2 separate regions of the Aedes albopictus genome follow, and region 1 is linked to region 2. The links are chromatin contacts, called in public Hi-C maps. All regions are on one chromosome and are shown on one strand. The core of a region is the stretch at or near the end of the contact, and the rest is flanking DNA. Distances in the headings are between cores, read along the strand shown. Region 1 holds the start of LOC115269552 (polyubiquitin-C). Region 2 holds the start of LOC134284094 (DNA repair protein complementing XP-C cells homolog).

Region 1 (6,613 bases), core at 70-2,569, 170 kb before region 2:
ATACCTCCACGCAGACGAAGGACCAGATGAAGAGTGCTCTCCTTCTGGATGTTATAGTCCGACAGGGTACGTCCATCCTCCAGCTGCTTGCCAGCGAAGATCAAACGCTGCTGATCTGGAGGGATACCTTCCTTATCCTGAATCTTGGCCTTGACGTTTTCAATGGTATCCGAGGGCTCAACCTCCAAAGTGATGGTCTTTCCAGTCAAGGTCTTGACGAAGATCTGCATACCACCACGCAGACGCAGAACCAAATGGAGGGTACTCTCCTTCTGGATGTTGTAGTCCGACAGGGTACGTCCATCCTCCAGCTGCTTGCCGGCAAAGATCAAACGCTGCTGATCCGGAGGGATGCCCTCCTTATCCTGGATCTTGGCCTTCACATTCTCGATGGTATCCGAGGGTTCGACCTCCAAGGTGATGGTCTTACCGGTTAGGGTTTTGACGAAAATCTGCATGGTTGAAATCTCTGTTGAACCAGAAATAGAAACAAGGAAACAAGTACGTTAGTAATGATTGCGAAATACAAACTCACTTTATGTTGATTCATTGCTTTGTGGTTTGAGCACGACAAGACAGGTTTCGATTTTATTTTGCTTTGTCTTGCGTTCGCATTCGCAGTCGCAGACGATGTGAAAAATCTACGTGCAGGTGATGACGTCACAACAACGCCCTACTTTTAATTGGAAAATCAGGTTGTTTTTCACTTTTAACTACGTAGTTGAGACTTGGGAAATTGCGTATCTAAGTTTTAAATATACCCTCAAGGCCCTTCGTTATGAACGTCAGTATTACCTTAATAAGTTATAAGAACCCATCACTTAAGCGTTCAAATTAATAATGGAGGGCTTCTTATATTCCAGATTATTCTTTCGACTAACGTCGATGATTCAATAAAATATTATTATCGTTGTGAATCACATCTTGGTTTTATCAATGATGATGAAACTTCGCTGCAAATTTTTCATCAATTACAGTCGCCATCTTGAAAAATATATTTGCTCATTCAAAGACAAAGAAATCACCCACAAACTAGTTTTCACTTATTCACATCTATTCTAATCGATCCAATCACCCCCTTACCTTTTCAAGAAGATTCCTTCACCGAAATGCACTTTCACAAATTTAAACTCGCTTCGAGCAAAGTCCTTTTTTCAAATGTTCGTTCACTCTGGAATTTTCTCCGCTTGGCTAATTGGATTACTCTTGTCTTTTTCACTTCACTTGCACTGGTGCACTGCCTACTTGGACCGTTTTGGTGTGTTCACTCCACTAGGAAACGTATTCGATTGAGCTGGGTTCGCTTTTGCATGGAGACTTTATAGCCAACTACTGCCGTGGTAGTTGTGTTTCTAGAAAATTGTAGCAATACACATCTAGGTATATCTATGCGGTTGACCGTATCGATTCACTACCCTCTTCTGTTTGTCGAACTGAATGGTGCTTGTATTTGTTGGTTCATTCTGTATTTTTCTACCTTGAACGATGTGGTTTAACTTTTGGCAAAGACGTCAATGTACCTACCGTCGCATATATGCTGTCGGAAGATATGCGAATGCCTTTCATGAAAGATGAGAAAGAGTTTGCTGAATTTACCAATAGTTTAGGTAACAAATTTAGACTTTCAATGTAATATGATAACTGAATTCTATAAGAAAACCAGTAATTTGGGAATTTCATTTGAATCATTCTAATTGCATCACTTGTTGTATTAGTGCAGCCATCTGCTGACGTCAGGCCTTCTAAAATCAATATACTTCAGGGAAGCACTTTCTTTCTTGTCTGGCTCAGCTGGTGCCAAGGCAAACTATAATTGGATTCAATGCACAGGCGAGCTACATGTAAAGATATCACTTCGAGTGGTTCGATTTTATTTAATGTATGCACAGAGTTTAGCTAGCTAATTTCCTAAATTATAAATTGTTTCATTTGGTAGTTTCTTCGCAAAGATTCACTTTGCTTCGCGTACAAGTCTTGGAGGCAGTTCCATGTAGTTCCAGTTTCCAGTCGGGGTTCTTCGCATAGTTCGTCATTGACCGCCCTTTAACCTCAGAACCAGATGGACTGTCGAACCCTTGATGATGCTGTATTCCTGCAAGGTGCGTCCATCCTCCAATTGCTTGCCGGCGAAGATCAGACGTAGCTGGTTTGGTGGCATTTCTTCCAGTTTCTCCGAGATCTTAACCCTCAGTGTGTCGACTGTGTCCTCTGGTTCGGTATCGATGGCCATGCACCTGCCAGTTAACATCTTGACGAAGATCTGCATACCACCTCGGAGGCGTAGCACCAAGTGCAGGGTAGATCCCTTCTGGACATTGTAGTCGGACAGGGCACGGCCATCTTCCAGCTGCTTGCCAGCGAAGATCAGGCGCTGCTGGTCTGGTGGGATACCTTCCTTATCCTCGATTTTGCCCTTGATGTTCTGGATGGTGTCAACAGCTTCGACATCCAGGGTAATGGTCTTTCCGGTCAAAGTCTTCACGAAGATCTGCATACTGATTCCTGAAATAAAAAGGTCACCATCGTGTGGCATCCATCAGTCGACCATTACGACCAGCTCAGGTGATTCATGATTATGAAACTTGGCATGTTGTTCAATAGTTATGTCATTTAGTCGATCCCGAGTGCCAACAGGACTTGGCACCGTAATCGATAAGGCTATTAATGGACTTGTTTCTTCCTTGTTTGCATATTTTGTTCCATCCTGAGTTATTATTGATAGTTTGTTTTGAACAAACAAATCCGTTTCGATGCCAGATGATAATTTCCTAAGTATAGGTGAACCCAGACTACGATGGTTTCCAATTCACCAGTCTTTGTGAATTGCACTATCAACAGTTTCACCAACACTGTTCCACCCCCTCGAATGAATTCTTACCTGTTACTGTGAGAACGAGAGAACTAGAAAAAGGTTCTAAACTTTTTAAACTTTTCCTCAAGAACTACTAGCTACCCAAGAGGAGCTACTTAGTTCTTATCACTGTTGATCTGGTTAGAAAACTTGGATTGCCATTCAAACCCCCCGGTATAGTGCTTTTATAGTACGCATCCCTTAATCTTCGTGATCGGCGATCGCTCGAAAGAAATTCATCCCTCAACAATTGGCTCCGGTTCAATTCGTTCGAAACTTTTAATTTCCGTTGTCAAACTCGGCGAATCGCTACTGAAATCAACGATTCCCGCCATACGATGAATCCCGATCATTCACTCCTAGTACAACTGTCCGGATGAACCCGGCAGGTACGATGGCCAACGACGACGACGGCTTCGACAACACCAGTTGGCGCGAGATTCAAAAGTCTAAAAGCGGATTACATTACGTAAAGCGCAACCGTTGATTGGCGGTCAATGTTTGTTTGGCTTTGTCTAAAAACAATCGGCGACACTAGGTAGTAGACAAACAAGAAGCAATCGACGCCAATTTGGTCTCGTGCAGCCTTGTTGGACAGATTGGTACGATGGGGACATACCAGGAGGTTTACCACTCTCGATTTCGTTAGGAACGAACTTCCAATGAAATATGCAATAGAACATATGTTGACCTAATAATTGATATATCAGGTATCAGAAGGCCGGCTCCACAGGCACGTTATCCTCCATTTGGGACATTTGTGCCATCGCCATACATTCCTTCATAATTAAAAAGAACTAAATTTGGATGAATATCTGCAAGAATTATTTTGAAACATGTTCTCAAATTCCTGCAGAAATTGATATGAATCTCATTGATAACCATTAAAAATAGGATACATTTTTGAAGGGATTTCTTGGACTTTTCATGAAGAATTCTCAAATGATTGAATATGGAGCCAAGGGAGAGATGACTTTTAGTGAGATGTCTGCAAAATTCTTATCAAACTTCTTTCTCTATCCTCATGGTTTTATGATAGCCGTTGAAACATTTGGGAGCAGATTGATAACCATATTGGTTCTTTATATCTTTTGTCACAAGGGTCGGATCACTTTACTGTCTTCGACAAGGTTTTCGACACATCCAAGACTACCTTGGACTACGTGACCCATGCTATAAGTTCAGGAAAAAATAAGGCTCTTATGGAAAACATGCGAAAAAGTAAATTTTTACACTTAAATTTCAATCTCGATGCGGGCTAAGACCATGTACAAATTTAATTTCTTGTTGTATGAACCAAAGACCACGCGAGAGCGTGTGTAGAAAATACAGGAAAAATGAGCACGTAGTTCATGGACAGCCCCTAAGGCTTAAATAACGTAGGCTCCAATGCCTTTCTGCAATCCTCTGAAACGCTTCGAAATCCTTCTGAAACTCCCTGATGCTCTCTTAAAATCCTCCTGAAGCCATCAGAAACCGCTCCGAAGCGCCTCAAACTCCCTAAAAATCTCTAAAACGCCTTGAAACCAACCTAAATCATCCATGAAACCTCCTTGAAAGCATTTTGCAACCCCCTGAAACCACTTCAAAACCCCCTGAAACGCCTACAAACCCATTGCATACTCCCAATAGTTTTCTTGTGAGTCCCTTAAAATTCGCCGAAACTCCAGCAAGCCCCTCTGAAAACCTCCTAAACCCCCTGAAACGTTTCGAAATCCCTCTGAAACTCATTTGAAAGCCTCCTAACTCCCCCTCTAACTCTCGGAAATCACTCGGAATCTCCCTTCCTCCCTGTAACGCCTTAAAATTCCCTGAAAATCCATTGAAAGCACCTTACACTCTTTGAGACTCCCAGAAGATATTACTAAACGCCTTGATACGTCTCGAAACTTCTCTGAAACCCCCTTGGAAGCCCCATGAAACCCTTCCGATACCATTCTAAAACTCCCACGAAACTTTGAAAAATGAAAATCTGGCAAAATTTTAACAGATGATATTGACCTAGGATGAACTAGCTTAGATTGACTCCGACAACAGGGGCTATGTACTTGTCATGGGACGTCGTAGTTTTGGAGAAACGAACGAAAACGGTGAGTTTTTGTGCAGAGTTTTGTGGTAACAACGACTAGGTTCGCTCTTTCCCCATCGACCAGTGCATAAAGTCACGTAGGTTTCTCGCGATAGACATACATACTGAAAACCAAATCGACCAAATCTGAATCAGCCAAAAAGGGACACGGAGCCTTCTAAACCCCCGATTACTTGTATAAGCTTCTCGGACGTTATTTCCAGAATCGAGTACTACCTAGTATACGACACAAAGGTAGGTCGGAAGTGCTTTCACATAACCTCAGGAGTTCGGCAAAGTTCCATTCTGGGTCCGGTGTAATGGAATGTCATGTAAGGTGTTGAGGTTGAAGTTCCCAGTGGACGTGGTCATCGTCGGCTTCGCTGACGATATTACTCCAGTGGTCTACGCTGAATTGATCGAAGCTATTCGGAAAGGTTCCAATAGATCGTGGTTGTGGAGCAGTTGATGAGGTCCAGGAAAATGGAATTGGCTCACCACGAAACTGAGGTGGTTGTTGTGAACTACCGAAAGTCAGAGCAGCAGGCAGTTAATAGGGCAAGTCCGCCTTTCTCAAACTATGGGTCACGACCCACCAGCCCCATAAGAAATACACGCATCGATAAAGAAGTTTTAGATTGCACTATTACCTCGAAGCGCTCCGTCAAACACTTGGGGGCGTTGAAGACACCGTGGAACACGTTTTGTTCGTGTGCCGGCGGTTTCGCACAGTGCGTAACCAATGCGGGTCACATGTGGTCGATACACGAATCCGCACAATCTTGTCCAGAGAATGTGTAGATATGATGACGGCAGGGAGCGCCATTTCAACGGCTGTCGCCGATATCGGCTCGAAACTACAGAGGAGATGGCACGTAGAATCGGCGTTTCGCCGACACATACATACAGCTAAATCAGCTATCTTTATGGGAAAGACAGGAATATGTAACAAAAACCGAACCATCTCCCGAAGACGCTATCGTGGTCAGTCTTGTTAACGATCACAGTCATTGACACCTTTTCATCGATATTCGGCTGCCTTTGTCCTCAACATTCGCAACACAAGCGATCAAACTACTGTACGAAACAAAAATGTCAAACGAATGCGCTGGACTACGATAGCGCCTTCAGGAGATGGTTCGGTTTTTGTTATTCCTGTCTTTCCCATAAAGAGAGCTGATTTGGCTGTATGTATCCCGGGTAGAGGTGAAATACTGACGATCAAAACAAGATATTGGTTTGATTGATATAAGAGATAAAAGATCTGAAAATAATATCTAAAATTTGTTCCTGGAACAACTGGACAATATCAAATTTTGATATTTCAAGATCTAACGAATAGCTCGCTGCTATTGGTTAGATCTTACAAGATCTAAATATGATATGATGATGATGTTCCAGGAGTAAATTTGTGATATTATTTTTAGATCTTTTATCTCTTATATCAATCAAACCAACATCACTTTTCGATCTCAATATCAAAATATGCTATTACTGAGCTTTTTTCCTCTACCCGGGATGCGTCGTAATCGATTTATCACGCACGAATAAACTAAAATTATATCAATTATAATCAAAATTAGTTGAAATCATGCGAAAAGCTGGATTTAGACAAATGTCATCGTGTCAGATGACGTTGATTTGATCCACTTTTATGTTTATTGATCTTCGTTCTACCGCTCGTGTTGTGTATA
Region 2 (6,239 bases), core at 2,823-5,322:
ATTTCTTCTAAGTAATATGTCTGTTTGTCTGTGCTTATTCCTTGAAAATGGAGGAATAAGTGCTCCGAAGACGTCGAGACGATCCGAGGCAAATGTGCACTTTTATCACACTTTTCAGGCGTACCCAAAAAAGTGTGATAGTCCAATTTGGAATGTAGTCTGCAATATACGGTGTATTTAGAGCAATCATTAAGTGCCCCACACAATGCATACGTTTACGTGTGCGTGACAGTAGTTTGACACATTTCCCATGGGAAAACTGTCAAAAAAACGCAAACCTTGACGGAACGGACGCTATGTGTTCCAGGCTTTACTTTACATGAACACATAAGGTTGATTTAAAGTCAATTAAAGTGGGAATGGCAATTCGGCACCAACATTTCAAAAGGGCGTAACTGCATTTTGAAACAAACCCCTCTTTCACATCTGTGGATCGTATTTCAATGCCGCCATGCAAATCACCGCCAGTATAGGAAAGAAGAGCAATTTCTCTGTCTAGTAATGTTTGTGAATGTCGTGGGAAACTTAAAATATGACCCACAGATGTGAAAGAGTGCCCAAGTAACCACGATGCTGAAGCCTTATTGCATGCTGATATATACGGTGTACTTAGAGCAAACATTACTTTACATGCAAACTTAAAGTTTATTTAAAGTGGAAATGGGCAATTATGCGACTGCTCCAAGATTATACCAGTATAATCTTAATTTGATTCTATAATTGCCCACTTCCACTTTAAATCAACCTTAAGTTTGCATGTAAAGTAATGATTGCACTAAATACACCGTATATCTGCATGCAATAAGGCTTCAGCACCGTGGTTACTTGGGTGGTTTGTTTCAAAAAGCAGTTACGCCCTTTTGAAATGTTGGTGCCGAATTATGCGACCGAATCAGGCCCCTGACACGGCCTATATCAATGCATTGGAATCATGGTAGACAGGATGTCCTGGGCGCTAATAAATAGCGCCCACTGTCAAATGCGAAAACATCAACAATATTTTGTTTAACGTTTATTTTGGTTTGTTGATCAGTTTTTGGAATCATTTTTTCCACCTCTTATGATCACAAAACACTTCAAGCTCGCATTAATATTAATGTACGGTAAGAGGAGCATGCGATTAGTTGAATAAAGCAACCCAACAAACACGCATTGTGAATGTGATTTCGTGTGTGGCTCACAACATCAAACAAAAGCTGCGTTTGTTGATTACACGCTCGTTTCAATTTGCACGAATATGAGTATAAGGCAGTTAGATGTTGGCTACGATGAATTTCATTGATGCCAGGGGCCTGGACCGAATTAAGATTATACACTGAAATAAATTTTGTTGTGGAAACTACCGATTCCATAGTAAAATTACTAACCGTACCTATGATTCTCAACCGACAACAATTTCCAGTTAATTCCACTAAAACACTGTCAACTTAACTAGCAGTGCAGTTAACATTACCAAAAATAATCTTAATTTAACAAATGAGCATTGTATTTTTAACCATACTGTGTTGTAAAATGCGTGTCCTGGAAAAATTAACAATGTTTTGTTGTTGAGACGACTATGCTTTTAGTTGAATTTACTACAATGCATTGTAATTTCAAGCATATTTCAGTTACCTTAACAGATTTTGTTGTCGGTTGAGAATCATAGGTACGGTTAGTAATTTTACTATGGACTCGGTAGTTTCCACAACAAAATTTATTTCAGTGTACCAGTATAATCTTAATCGAGATCTTAATTTGATTCTATAATTGCCCATTTCCACTTTAAATCAACCTTAAGTTTGCATGTAAAGTAATGATTGCTCTAACTAAATACAGAGGCGACGCGTGGTCTAATAGGGGACCTGTTCAACATTGAGGATAAATTCAAAATTGGAATTTGGTACATTTATGTTAAAGAACAGGTATGAGAGATGAGAATTACATATTATATGCATTCCAAAACTGAAAGTGGTGCACTTTTCTTCTGAATAATCGTAGATTTGTTGGAGCCAAAACGAATTCGTGGCCGTTTGATTACAGACGTCAGTCGTTTAAGTTTAACATGGTACATACTTGGAGTTTGGGTTTATTTCCCATTCCACTACTGGAAGAAAACTTTCGTCAAACAACAAATCCTTCACATGGCCACCATGTTGTGGTGCTTGAATGTCCGTCTGACATGATTAACGAAACATGTAATAAAACTACTTTTCCAGATAGTAAGAAAGATTCTGAAATGGACCTTAATCAATCTAATCCTTACGATCATCTGGGTTAATTTGGTTCAATGTTAAAGCCGATTAAAATAAGTTGTAGGATGAATATGGGAGCGTGAGATTACTGATGGCACACATACCCTATGTTGATCAACACAAACCAGCCCGGCTAGGAAAAGTTTAATAAGAATTGCATTTTGACACTGAATAATGTACGCAATAACCGCCAAATGAAAGCACATTCAGCTTCAGTAGCAAGTAGGTACGCATGGTTGGGTGGTGCGCAAGCCACGCGCATTGAAAGCATGCAATGATGACGGTGAGAAAGTCTCTTTTTTCTTCGTTTTTTCTCTCTCGTTCAAGCCGGTGGGTTGAACACGATGAGAGACACCGAAGCCAAGCTGCATGCAAGTTAACCGCGCTTTTTGGCGCAACACGGTGAGAGTGGCTCACACAGCGGTATGTTGGTTTAGCAAAAATGGTTCTGTTAGAATTTAGTTGTAATCATAGAGCGCTTTTTGATTTTGGGATATTGCCCGTTGCGAAGATTTATAGATTCCGACGCAAATAAATGATTAGGCTCATTTTTAGCGTACATGCATTATAAATGTTTATTTACAATGCAAAACTATCAACAAATGTGTGCTTAACAACGTAGCGTAAAATATTCACCAGGATGCTGTCTGTTTAATACCTGTGAGCCCACGCAAGAAAAATCTACACAGAAAAAACTGTTGTGTAATATTACATCTGAACTGCTGCAACCCGATCATTCCGTCGGTTGCATGAATATTACACAGGACGATGTAGACATAAGAACAAAAGATTTTACATCAAAACGATGTAATCGTACATAGGAATCGTGATTACATTGATTATTATGTACATCGGAATGAGTTACATCGGGCGGGTTGCATTTATTTTTTGCTGTGTACGCAACTAATTTTCGCGCAGGAGTCTAAACAGGTGGAATCTCCGCAATAAGAACATGACGACATTCACGTAATTGAACTATTTTCTACTGAAATCCGTTTTCTGCGGAAGCATTGTCATGTGCGATTTGAATGAGTTTAAGCTCAATCCTATGCGAATCATTTTTAGCGTCAAACAAAAACGCGCACGAGAGACTCCCAGCATGTGATAGCAAACGTTGTTCAAATTCTCCTGTAGAACGGGTTGATCTCACACATTTACACCTCCAGCCGTATACGAACATCCGACCTATTGCAGTGTGTTGGGGCGTTCATATATGGGAGCTTGTTCAACAGAAAAAGTTGAACTACGGTGCGGTGTGCTTGTTTTGATTCTCAGCCGTTACACGGTGGGTATAGTTGGGCGACTGTCTTATAGTGGTGGGATGGGTGGTACGCCCCAGATTTTTTGTTCTAACGGAGATGCAATGTATTGAAGTCTTGTAAAAACATTGTCTTTAAGTTTCTGTGTTAATATAACATTTAATCCATATCATTTAGGTTAAATTTAAATGACAAAGACTGGGATGGTGAAACAATTCCTATTTATTTTCTTCCAAATCGAATACCTGTGCAATGAACCGGTTGAACACGCCGACGAGACGCCTCTGACTAAATACACCATGCAATAAGGCTTCAGGGACAGTTCGTCGAACTGAGTTGATTATGGTATATGAGACTCGGCCCTCCGGGCCTCGGATCAAAAGTCGGTTTTTCGAGCGATATTTATGGATGTAAGAAGGGTAAAAAACAGTAGGCTGGCAGTACGACACGAGTACGACCTGAGAAGTACGACGTTTGCCGGGACAGCAAGTGCGAATATGAGAGTGCGAATAAAATCCAGTTAAAATCAGATAGAATCAATGAGAATATTTTTTCCTGTGCGTAGTTTTTGGGCACAAGTTGCGTAGACCACTTGGACCGATTCCTAATTCATCCAAATTTGCGCGCGTTCAAGTGAACCTGAATGAACCGCATGATGAACACTCGTTTCTGCTTTCATCGCTTTCATGAATCAACATGTAGCATAAACAGTATCCTTTCGAAGGAAGTTTATGCTGTCCGTACTGTTCGCTGGCCCGCAGGGCATCTTGTAGAAGTAATCACGTTTTTCTGCGTTGTTTAAGTGACATTATTTAGATTGATTTCATAAGTGTTTTAGTTAGGAATTGTTTCACATGAGTGACTATTTTGTGTTGACTTCGAACAATGAATCGAGCCCGGCGCAGCACAGCCGTTTACAACAAAAAGACCCCTAGAAGGCGGGAGCAGGTTAGTGACGATGATTTCGAGAGTGATGGGTTTTCGGACGAGCCTGACGATGATGATGGGGACTTCTCGGCCAGCGAGGAAGAGTGGCTTCCGGGAAAGGATAAGGAAGGCAAGAGCGATAGTGCAGAAGGGCAAGGAACCGTATCGGATGAAGACGAAGACGAGGAATCGGAAGGGGTGTCGGAGAATGAGGAGGGAGGTTCAGGAAGTGACGAGAGTGTGGTAGCTACAGGAAAGAGCGGAGCTAAGAAAAGGTAAATTAGTGGGAGAATAATATTTTGAGATTGTTCATTGATCTGCTTGAGTTTTAGGACGTCGAAGCCGTCGAACAACCCATGGCCCAAGAAGAAACGGCTTTCGCCAGCAACGAGAGACGAACTGTACAAGCGTACCAAGAAGAACTTGCTTAGGGAGGTGGACCCAGAATTACCCTCTTTGAACTCCAGTCTGTCGGATATCCTGAAGCAGTGTCAGTTCCAGAAGAAGAGAGACTTCTCCCACTGTTCAAAGCGAGAACCCGCCAAGGTGACCAAGAAAGCAAAGGGCGAAGATGACTCAGACAGTAGCGGTGACGATCACTTGATGAAACCGGAGGAGTTGGATTTGTCTTCCAAATTTTTCGATAAGGTTGACACGACAAAGCAGCGCCATTCGGAAGAAGCTGCTCCGCAGTTCGATTGCAATGCAAGGATGCGGTTGTCGGACAGTTCGGAGGATGACGAGCAAGCAGAGGAATCGATACCGGCGTCCATTCAGAAAGTGGCCGCACAACAGTTGATCAACAAGATAAACGAGTCGTCAGGCGAGTTTTTGAATTTTAACAATTTGGGAGAGTTCAACAAGAAGATAGAGGAGGCGAAGAAGATGCTGAAGGAGTATCAAGCGAAGGAGAGTCAGGCAGATTCTGAGAATGCGGCTGGAGAAGACGTTTCAAATTTATTGGCTCTGGGTGAGGCGGAGGCTGGCACCTCACCTGGTGGGAGGGCAGATGCTGGCCAACAAAATGAGGAAGCGAGTGAAGAATCTGATTGGGAAGAGGTGGAAGATGCCGCCAAAAGTCAGAGCCAGCCGACGGGGCAATTACCGGAGGACTATCATATAACGGTGGAAGTTGAGACGGCTAAGACTAAAAAGAAACGATGGGAGGAGATTGAGATGGAACTGTACATCAAGCGGCAGATCAATAAGGTCAAACGGGCGAATCAACTAGCATTCCACAAGAGTAGCGTTCTCTGCACGATCGCAGGAGGGAAGAAGTTGAACGAAATTGTGAACTCTGAAGGGATGAGAGGTAAAGCGTTGTCCCTTATGCAATCCAGTCAATGTGTGTTGAAGGGAAAGATAGATGAAAAGTTTGTAGAGCAGTTGATGAAGTGGTTCAAGGGGACATTTGAGCTTACTAGCGAACAAATTATGGGCCCAAAATCCGCAAAATTTAGCTTCACTCTGGCTTTGGAGCTGTTCACGCAAAAAGTTGTTTGCAAGAGGGATTATGTACTGTTGTTTTTGGTGTGTTTACGTGTAGCTGGGGTCGACTGTCGTCTGGTGATTTCTGCCAACGTTCCGCCGAAACGTCCGGCTATGAAGGATCTATGTCCCATCTCGGAGAGACAGCTTATCGAAGACTTTGAAAAACAATACAAACGTAAAATGGTTGTAAAGTCATCCCCACAACAAGAAGATGAAGAACCTAAGCTAACTATTGTAAAGAATGAAGAAATAAAGACCGAGGATAAATCAGCTGATGAAACATCGTTGAACGAAAAAAGTGAAGAAGCGACCGAAAAAACTACTCGGA

Evidence for each region. Hi-C and Micro-C count contacts between places; a contact is called where the count stands out from the background.
Region 1: a contact with region 2 is called in a Hi-C map of whole body, with 4 times the contacts expected there. The contact joins the promoter of LOC115269552 here to the promoter of LOC134284094 in region 2. A contact is called at or near these places in 3 of 3 Hi-C or Micro-C datasets (embryo, whole body and whole pupa).

Annotation. Positions count from the first base shown.
Region 1 is chr3:83,700,373-83,706,985 of AalbF5, reverse strand. It overlaps LOC115269552 (polyubiquitin-C), which reads right to left and starts at 1,319. Exons shown (of 3, transcript XM_062859455.1): 1 at 1,205-1,319; 2 at 1-469. The coding sequence starts at 458.
Region 2 is chr3:83,534,144-83,540,382 of AalbF5, reverse strand. LOC134284094 (DNA repair protein complementing XP-C cells homolog) reads left to right here and starts at 4,072. Exons shown (of 5, transcript XM_062842379.1): 1 at 4,072-4,695; 2 at 4,753-6,239. The coding sequence starts at 4,379.